Linked DNA regions of Mus musculus: regions 1 and 2 are each linked to region 3. A link is a contact called in public Hi-C and promoter capture Hi-C data. All regions are on one chromosome and are shown on one strand. Each heading gives the region's core, a stretch centred on a gene start, on an enhancer-like site or on the middle of the called end of the contact. The rest is flanking DNA. Distances are from core to core; before and after follow the strand shown.

What was found. Promoter capture Hi-C pulls out the DNA fragments that hold promoters and counts their contacts. Hi-C and Micro-C count contacts between places; a contact is called where the count stands out from the background.
Region 1: a Hi-C map of ventral hippocampal neurons shows a contact between it and region 3, with 2.9 times the contacts expected there. The contact joins two enhancer-like sites. A contact is called at or near these places in 1 of 39 promoter capture datasets (embryonic stem cells), 7 of 15 datasets of contacts at CTCF or cohesin (CD8 T cells, the NIH/3T3 cell line, embryonic stem cells and 3 more), 107 of 484 Hi-C or Micro-C datasets (the 63-12 cell line, the AML12 cell line, B cells and 70 more), 13 of 115 datasets of contacts at active chromatin or transcription factors (PVALB interneurons, SST interneurons, bone marrow-derived macrophages and 10 more) and 1 of 9 other capture datasets (embryonic stem cells).
Region 2: a promoter capture Hi-C map of hippocampal neurons shows a contact between it and region 3, with 4 times the contacts expected there. The contact joins the promoter of Cyria here to the enhancer-like site in region 3. A contact is called at or near these places in 9 of 39 promoter capture datasets (the 3T3-L1 cell line, cranial neural crest, frontonasal cranial neural crest and 5 more), 1 of 15 datasets of contacts at CTCF or cohesin (large pre-B cells) and 7 of 115 datasets of contacts at active chromatin or transcription factors (astrocytes, embryonic basal ganglia, embryonic forebrain and 4 more).

What each region holds. Positions count from the first base shown.
Region 1 is chr12:12,407,816-12,410,838 of GRCm38.p6, reverse strand. No RefSeq gene overlaps it. Among named protein-coding and RNA genes, the nearest start is that of Gm34489, 12 kb to the left of the region's middle. Within about 2 kb of position 1,593, at least 9 of the 459 cell types and tissues checked have an H3K27ac peak or open chromatin away from gene starts, as enhancers often do. A contact at or near this core is called in hippocampal excitatory neurons, motor cortex and ventral hippocampal neurons, where this site is marked.
Region 2 is chr12:12,260,708-12,263,515 of GRCm38.p6, reverse strand. Cyria (CYFIP related Rac1 interactor A) reads right to left here and starts at 1,339. Exons shown (of 12, transcript NM_001146119.2): 1 at 1,278-1,339.
Region 3 is chr12:13,208,720-13,211,612 of GRCm38.p6, reverse strand. No RefSeq gene overlaps it. Among named protein-coding and RNA genes, the nearest start is that of Gm24208, 29 kb to the right of the region's middle. Within about 2 kb of position 1,327, at least 41 of the 459 cell types and tissues checked have an H3K27ac peak or open chromatin away from gene starts, as enhancers often do. A contact at or near this core is called in hippocampal excitatory neurons, hippocampal neurons, motor cortex and 1 more, where this site is marked.

The DNA.
Region 1 (3,023 bases), core at 344-2,843, 800 kb after region 3:
CCGACATATCAGCTCGAATTCATAAAGTCATTTTCTCAACGGAGGATCCCTTCCTTTCAGATAACTCTATCGTGTGTCAGGTTGACACACAATTAGCTGGTGCACACACGTATGTGCATGTGAGGTATGTGTATGTGTGTACTGAGAGAAGATCACGAGAAGGAAGAGGTGGGTCTTAAGGAGAGAAAGTGGAGACAAAAAGACAATAACAGAATATATGTGATATGAAGGCAGAAAGTGGGACTATCTAAGGAGTAGTGGGGGACCAGCAAAAGTGGGCAGAGGCGGGGGGGGGGTCAGTGGGAGAGATGAGTGAAAAATAAAGCATATTTTACACATATATTGTACATGTATAAAAATGTCATAATGAAACCCTTTACTTTGTATACTGACTTAACATGGAAGAAATTAAAACGTGGCGTTTTAATGAGGGTGGGTAGCACCTAGACTATAAAGTACAGTGGACAAAGCTTCTGGCGGTCATTTGTTGAGACTTTGTTTATGTTCCTCTAGGTGAAGATGCCCTTTCTTAATCCAAGTAGCACATTTGACATCCTAGAGGTCCTAGAGGTCCTAGAGGCCAGTGCAAGACAACCTTGGCTGCGTCTTGATCTGTCTCACCAAGGGAGGATTGGTACACTTCAAACACACATGTACCCTGTTGTCTTAGTCCCTTTATTGATTGTCCAGAAGTGAGTTTAATGAAGACAGAATGTCTCTGGTAAACAAATCATTATCCATGATCAAGGAAGTGTAAACAGAACCTGGCCTGGGAAACAGGCGCGTTGTTTCTCCCTACCACAGACCGAGCCACGTGGGCCTTAGGGATTTGCTGAGATCTGGAGTCAATAAGGTACTTCTCAGGACGTAGAGGAAGACCCTGAGATCAGAGGCACTGAGATCTCCAATGGGATCTTCAACATCAGATCGTATTACAAAAAACTGGAAAAAGGGACTTAAACAGGACTAGGTGAGTCTTATTTGAAAAATATTCAAGAATTTGAGTTATAATATAAAGGCAACAACCATGGCAATACTGAAACCATTCCATAAAGAATCAAAGGCAAAAGTTTCTCTCTTTATACTCTTAAACACACACACACACACACACACACACACACACACATACATACATTCTTGCAGCACATTATCTACTTTATAAAATTTGTTTAGCTCATCTAGCTTCTTATGAAGATATACTGTTTAGAAAATTATAAGACAGCAAGTAAATATATGAAGTTATATTTTTCAAAGCTTAACACATAGTAGGTCCCCAATAGGCAGTTGCTTTCACAATTGCTCTAATCCTATAATTGCTGACATTTTCACTATTTAATTACTACAGTGGTAGGAGGTGCAATTATGCTATATTAAATATAATGTAATGCTCATTCTGTCTTATTGATTGTTAAACTATGTGCCAAAATATCTGCCAGGTGCTTTGCATGCAAATCGACATGGTAGTTGCCTTGCTTTCGGTTCAAAGTATCATGGTAGCTGTCTTACTTTCTCAGAGAATATTATTAACACCCCTTTACTACCGTGCAGAGAAAGCAGGCATCTTGCAAACACTCCATGCAGACATATGGAGAAGTCTTGGTTCAATGCCAAGTCTGTCTGACTCTACACACACTGCTCTTCCCATTATCCTGAGCTGTCTGCTTTGGAGAGATTGACAACATATTTTAGAATTATTTCGAGTTATTTCCCCTGTCCCTGCCAAACGCACTTCATATATACCCACTGGCAAAGCCATCTGAAACTTCAGATGAGCCTTCTTGCTGAGAGACAGGTAAGCCTAAAGAAAACTCAAGGATTCCTTCCCCATTTTTTTGTCACTTCATTGTCCCCCTGTAATTTTACCCAGATTGACCCACAGTGCTTCTGGAGCAACACATGCCAGTCCCAGCCACTTCTGAGCCTGCTTTGCTATGTTGGCAATACTGATGGCCAGAAAAGAACCTTGTGGCCATGGCATCTCCTAGCATCAGGAGATGAGTGAGACCGGAGATGAATATTGTTCCTTGTGAGTCCTGTGCTTTCTATACAAACTGGGAAAGAGCTATCTGTCAGTTTGCATTCAGCCAGTGCCCCTTAGAAGCACTTGAACACCTCCAGTCATAGGAGGCTCATCAGCTCCCAGGGAACTCCATCACATGACTGCAAAACGCTGCTGACTTGGAGGTGGGCAATAGACATTTATATTTAAACATTTAGGGAACAAAAATTGGCATCTACCTTCTGGAGGTCAATGTCTCAATATATAGCAAGAGCTTTTAAACTCTTCTTAGTTTTTGTTCTGCTAATCTCATTCTTGGAAATTTATACTACCAAAGAACAGTGGTGGTGGTGGGGGGGAGATATTCTCTTTTTAACATTGCAAAAAGATTTATAATATCCTTGTTTTTAATTTTCATTTTTCTTTTAATTTTTTTATTGGACATTTTATTTATTTACATTTCAAATGTTATCCACTTTCCCCGTTTCCCCTCTGCAACCCCCCTATTGCATTCCCCTCTTCCTGCTTCTATGAGGGGGCTCCTTGACCCACCTACTCCCACCTCACTGCCATAGCATTTCCCTACTCTGGGGCATCAAGTCTTCACAAAACCAAGGAAGGGCCTCCCCTCTTATTGATGCCAGATAAGGCCTTTCCCTGCTACATATGCAGCTGGAGCCATGGGTCCTCTTTGGTTGGTGGTTTAAGTCCCTGATTTATAATATCTTACATGTAAATGAAACTATGCATCATTAAGAGTGTCTATTGGCTTAACTCAGACATGTATGCTCAGGCAACATGTATGTAAACATAAAAGGAGAGTTCTCTCTCCAGTAACATGGCCTAGACCAAATAATGGAAAGTCCTGGGAAGAAAGCTTGGCATGGACATGTTTTAAAGCTGTTTGAGTTACCCTCATGAATAGCCAAGGCTAGCAACTATTGTTTTAGGAAGAGATTCATAGTCACCAAAAGTAGACCTAGCTCTTATTATTCAGAAGGGAATATGTCACCTGCTTTCTTCA
Region 2 (2,808 bases), core at 90-2,589, 950 kb after region 3:
AATTTAGTCTGACTGGGAACAATCCTAACAGGCTGGTCTTCCCAAAGCTGAGGCCTGGCTAGGAGCCACCCTCCTCTTGCTGCTATGCACAGGTTCTCAAACTGCATGGTGCTAACCCAGCTTTCCCTGAGCCCTGGAGACTCAGCACTGTGCAGATAGCATGGGACAATCTGGAAGAGGTGATGATTGGTCAGAGTAGGGAAAGTTTCTAATAAGAAAACCACTAGGCTTCAGGGGAGCCCTATGAGCCTGGGGTTCTCTAAGAAGTAGGCAGGTAATCACCCGCATAGGAGGAGAAAGCATGCCCAGAAAAACTCAGAATGGTGGTTCTATCAGTACTGGACCCTTCCTCTTCCAGTAATGGCTGACAGGATTCTGGGGATCGTCACAGAGATGTAGGTTGGGGGCGAGGGTGAGAGCTTTAGCAGATTTAAATGGCAAATGCCCTAGACCTCGTCTCTGGGGACATAGGCCAAGAAGTTTAACAGCTTGGAAAAGGAATAGGGGACAGGCTGGCACATTTTTGTCAAAAGGTGTTCTTGCCAGTCTCTCAGCTGGCAAATAAGACAGGTGTGTCTACAAAAAAGCATGGCTGGCCTGAGACCAGTGCCTCGGGAAGTGGGTCAAATTGTTCCCGAAGCTCCAGCTTGGAAAAGTCTCCTCCTGCTGGACTCTAGTTAGGAGTTCTGGCATGAGGGGGAGTGAATACCGCGGAGGCGAGGAGGTCCTAGGCACAGCAGTTTGCCTGCTGGCTAAGCACCTCTGTGGCAGGTGGCAGCAAAAGGGTACAGGTGTGCAGGGGCCAGAACAGGCTTCATCCACGCTTGGGGCTACAGAAATATGGGGAGCAGAGGCATGGCCCTGGCAGGGGAACCCGGAGGAGGTAGATCGCGGGTCTCCTGAAGAATAGCTTTGGAGATGAAGGTTCGGGGGAGGGGCGGGGGGGTGGCGGTAGGGGTGGGAGTGGTTGAAGGGTGAAGGGACTCTTCTGGAAAAGAAATAAAATCAGGAGAGAGACCCGGAGAGAGGGAGCAATGGACGCACAGACCTCTGTGTTCGGGAACCAAGAAGAACAGTTCAAGACCGAGTCGTGAGCTAGCTGCCTCCCTCCCTCGCCCGGGGCTGCAGGGCGTCGCGAGCCGGACGAAGAGAGCCACAGTCGCCCCGCTCCACCAAATCCGGCGCCCGGGAGGCCCTTGTGCCTCCGCAGCGCCTTTCCCTGCCAGTCCCAGCCCGCGATCCCTGCCGCGCCCCAGCCGAGTCCGCACCACGCTCACCGGAGTCGCAGCCGCTGTCGCCGCCTCGTTCCTGCTCGGCCGCCCGCTCCGCTGCTGTGGATGCCTCTCCGGCGGCAGCCTCAGCCCGAGAGTCGACTTCCAGCCCCGCCCCGCCCCGCCCACGGCCCGCCCCACGGCCCGCCCGCCCCTCCCTGGCTTTGGAATCCCACCCTGCTGTCACCCGGAGGGCCGGTTCACTTCTAGCCAGGCTAGGCACTAGGATCTGCACCCAGGAGTTAGCACTGTACCTCCCAGCTAATGTTAATACTCTCTGCCTGGACCACTTGTCTTGCTATTCACTAGGAGGCCTAAATTCCTTCATTACCCACTTTTCCCCTCAGACAAACAAAATACAAACAAAACACCCCCAAAGACACACTCTCCATAGGCCACTGGCATACACTCACACTGATACTAGTGCTCCCCCTCCCTGGCCCCAGGTTACTTTGGATGGTGAACCTGCTTGCTCTCACACTTCCCTTGCCTGTCCTAGTAACACACGCCTAGCTTTAAAGGCCACCGTTATTGAATGTGATCCCAAAAAATGTCTTCCCAAATGATGCCTAGCCTATGAAATGCAACGGTCTTCTAAACAGTGAATTTAAAATTCTGCGAGGTAAGGAGAAAGTAGCTTACAGCTCTCATTGTCACAGATCATTGTTTTAAAACATCTGCCGAGGAGGTTTTGTACAGAAAGGGAGATTCCGGAAGCCCAGAGGACCGAGCTGTGCCAAACAGGTTGTGAGTCAGAGCCCCTGTATGTGTGTTTGCCTTGCAGATACCTAGGTTGGCTGCTCTTTTTCCCAGTCAGCCAACCAGAGAAGATCATTATACAATTTATACAGTATTAAACCTTCACAGTGTGTCAGGCCTTGTGCTGACAGCCATGGCTTCTTTGGGTAGTGAGTTTGTGGGTTGGGAACAGGAGGAAAAGCCTGGGGCTCCAACAGTGGAAGGTGCTTCAGGGAGAGCATTGCTCTATCCCCTTGCTTGAGGCCAGTATGAGTCCCCATGACAAATTTACTCCGCCTAAGTCTCCTGAGGCTCTTGATAGTCTGCGTTTCTGACAGGCTCCCAGGAACTGCTTAGCAGTAGAGTGTTTGGTTCAGTTTTGGCAAGAATTCAGACAGGATCTAGACAGGCACAGTCTAGTTAGAATAATATAGTCTCCTACATGGAAATGGTCCTTGGGTTGCATAAGTTTCTCAAGCTCCCTGCCCCCCACCTGTACTCATCTTATTTTTTGTCCATCTGAAGACAGTTTATTTTATGTTATTATGGCTCTATTAGAATTTTTCTTGCCATGACCTTAGCTTTGATTTGTTTGTCTGAAACACACAGACACAGATATACACAAGTAGACACATACACAGACATAGATACACACACACACATACACACACACATACACACACACATATACACACACACACACACATACACACACACACACATACACACACACACACATACACACACACACACACACACACACACACACACACACACACCTCCGTTGCACCTTTTCTCC
Region 3 (2,893 bases), core at 78-2,577:
GCACTGCCAATCATCCAGAGCCACTGCAGCAGTACTCACCGTGCACAGTCTCTCTCTCTCTCTCTCTCTCTCTCTCTCTCTCTCTCTCTCTCTCTCTCTCTCTCCATCCACCAACCACCCACCCATCTTCTGTCTGTCTATCTATTTCTATCTATCCTAGAACTTGTTCTGTAGACCAGGCTGGCCTTGAACTCACAGATCTGTTTGCCACTACCTCCCAAGTGCTAGAATTAAAGGTACGTACCACCACCCAGTGTATTTTAAATTCTTTACCCCTCTGTAAAGCAGGAATAATTATTGTCCTTTAAGGAAACTGTGGTTTAAAGTAACAAGGTAAAAATTCAAGAATACTAGTTGGATACTTCAATACCTGGTTTTCAACCAGAACTGGAAAGACTTAATTATAACTAGCAGAATATAGGCTGAGAAGACTCTATCTTTAGAGGCCCCAACAACAGAATACATATCCCTCTAGGACACAGGGAGCATTCCCCAGGATATGGTAGTCCATAGACATGCCTCAGTCTGCTCAAAAGACTTTGAGCTACACGGGCACCAAACACACTGGACCGAACTTGGAAGTCAACAACAGAGAGCATCATAGCAGTAAACAAGCACAAGGAAGAGATGGAGCTGCCATGTCAAAGATGAAATCCTGAGAGAAATTAGAAACTGCTCTGAGAAAGGTGAAAACAGAAATGGTAAAGACAGCTAGGGGAAGAAGCTAAAGCAGTGGCTAGAGGGAAATTTATAGCTGTGAATCGTTGTATTAAATGGGAAAGAGGGGAGCTAGGGAGACGGCTCAGGGCTTCAGAGCGAGTGCCTGCTGCTCTTGCAGAGGATCTGAACGTGGTTCCCAGAACCCACTCATAACTCCAGTTCTAGGGGATCCGACTCCCCTTTGGGCTTCAGAGGACACTAGGCACACACATGGTACACATACATACATGCAGGCACTCGTACATACACATAATTTTTTAAATTCAAGATAAAAAGAGAATCTCATGTTAAATTCCCATCTTAAGGAACTAGGGGGAATAAAGAGAAAAAATAAATCCCAAAGCATGCAGGCGGAAGGAAACAACAAAGATTAGAGCAAATGTTAATAAACAAAAAATGGAAACAACAGAAGAAAATCGATGGAACCAGAGATTCGTGTTTCACAGAGATTGACAAAGCTGGCAAAGCTCTGTTTAGAAAGAGATGAGCTCATTTTCCCAAGGTGACTTCAATAGGGAAAGTCAGAAGGAAGATTCTGGAGGGAGGCAGAGTTGGTGTCGATGATCAGGCTGCACCTCCTGCTCCCTGCTTAGCCTGTAAGCGCTCAAGGAGCAGGAACTCCTGTCACTCATTTGCACATCCCTAGTGCTTTTACTCTGCGCCTGGCACACAAGAAAGGCTCCGGAAATGTTTGCTGAACTAAAATGAAAAGCACACTCCTCCCCATCCTTCGCCACCATCTGTGAACAATGATAAATTATGCTTCCAATGCAGATCGAGCTGAATCGCACAATTTCTGATGAGAGAAGCTGGAAACAGCAAACTGCTAGGCCTTAAAAATAAACCCTCAGCTTCAGAGATTTGGCCCAGAAATGAACCGGGTTACAGCTCCAGCCCTGACACTCAGTTTATTACCCTGGAGCCGGAGGGATGGTGCTTCTGGCTGGAGAGAGACTTGATCACCTTGGCCTGGCCCTGGGCACCGGGTGGGAACTCATCTGCCCTGTCCCTGTCTGGATTCCCAGGGCGATGGATACTGCTTATTATAGCCAGGACTGGCCCCTCCTCAGATGGATCTGATCAAAGGGAGCCCCCAGACCCAGCCTTCTCCCCACCCCCACCCCCGCCGACTCCCAGAGTGATAGGTTAGGAACAGAGTTCAAGGTCCTAACTCCATGTAGAACATAGATTTCTGCCATTCCCTGTGAGTAAAATGTGAACAATATTGATGTTAATGAACTCTGGATCCTGAGAGGCTGGAAGAGAAGGGAACCCCGATAATACTCAGTGGGACAGATGCTGCCACATGCTCAAACTGGCGTGAAGTGTAACCTGTTCCAGGACCAGGAAAGATGGCCTCGTCTTCACACATATTATCTCCTTGGCTGATTAGGAGTTGTGAGGGGAGCCTAGATCACGCGGAGGCTTCTAGAAGTTACCCTGAACTCACCATGGTAGGACAAGGAATCCAGGGATTTGGACACCCATGTCCTCTGGGCACTCCCCCGCCTCCTTAGGCTACTTGGGCCTCTGCATGTGTGAATTTCCCAGGAAGAATGCGTGTGTGGGGCAGGCAGACACTAGTGCGCATTCGTGTGTGGTTCTCCCAGGCGCAAAGGCAACAGCTGCTTTCCCCCTCGTCTCAATTTAAAGGTGGTTCCCGGGGAAGCTTCAGATGTGGAATTGACCCTAAGTTGAAAAGATCTTTTTAGGGCAAGAGCTTTGTTCTTGTGAATTTTCTGCCTCACCAACCATGGGGAATGTGAGCCGGGAGGGAGAAGTCTGTTAAAGAAGTTGGTCATTCATTTCAAGAGCCAGGGGCCTTTCTGCAGAAGCATCGCCTCCCATTCTCTCCGCCTTTTGATCCCCTGGGGCTCTGGACAGGAAGGCGCAGGGCAGTGGCCCTGATCCCCAGAACCTTCCCACCTGCCGTTATGGGGTGCAGAGAAGGTCTTCAGCTTGTTGTTAAAAGGAGCTTTCATTCTTTTTTTGAAATTAATAATCTCCAATTCCTATATTATAAGTTAGAAAAATATCCACCTTTTGCCCCCAAGAAAGTGATGAACAGGCATTTGTATTTGATCAGTTGTAAAATGGCTCCTAGGGTGTGCTACCTCAGTATCTGGCTCCCATCCATTGCTCAAAATGTTGAGTGTGGATTTGGTTCATTTTA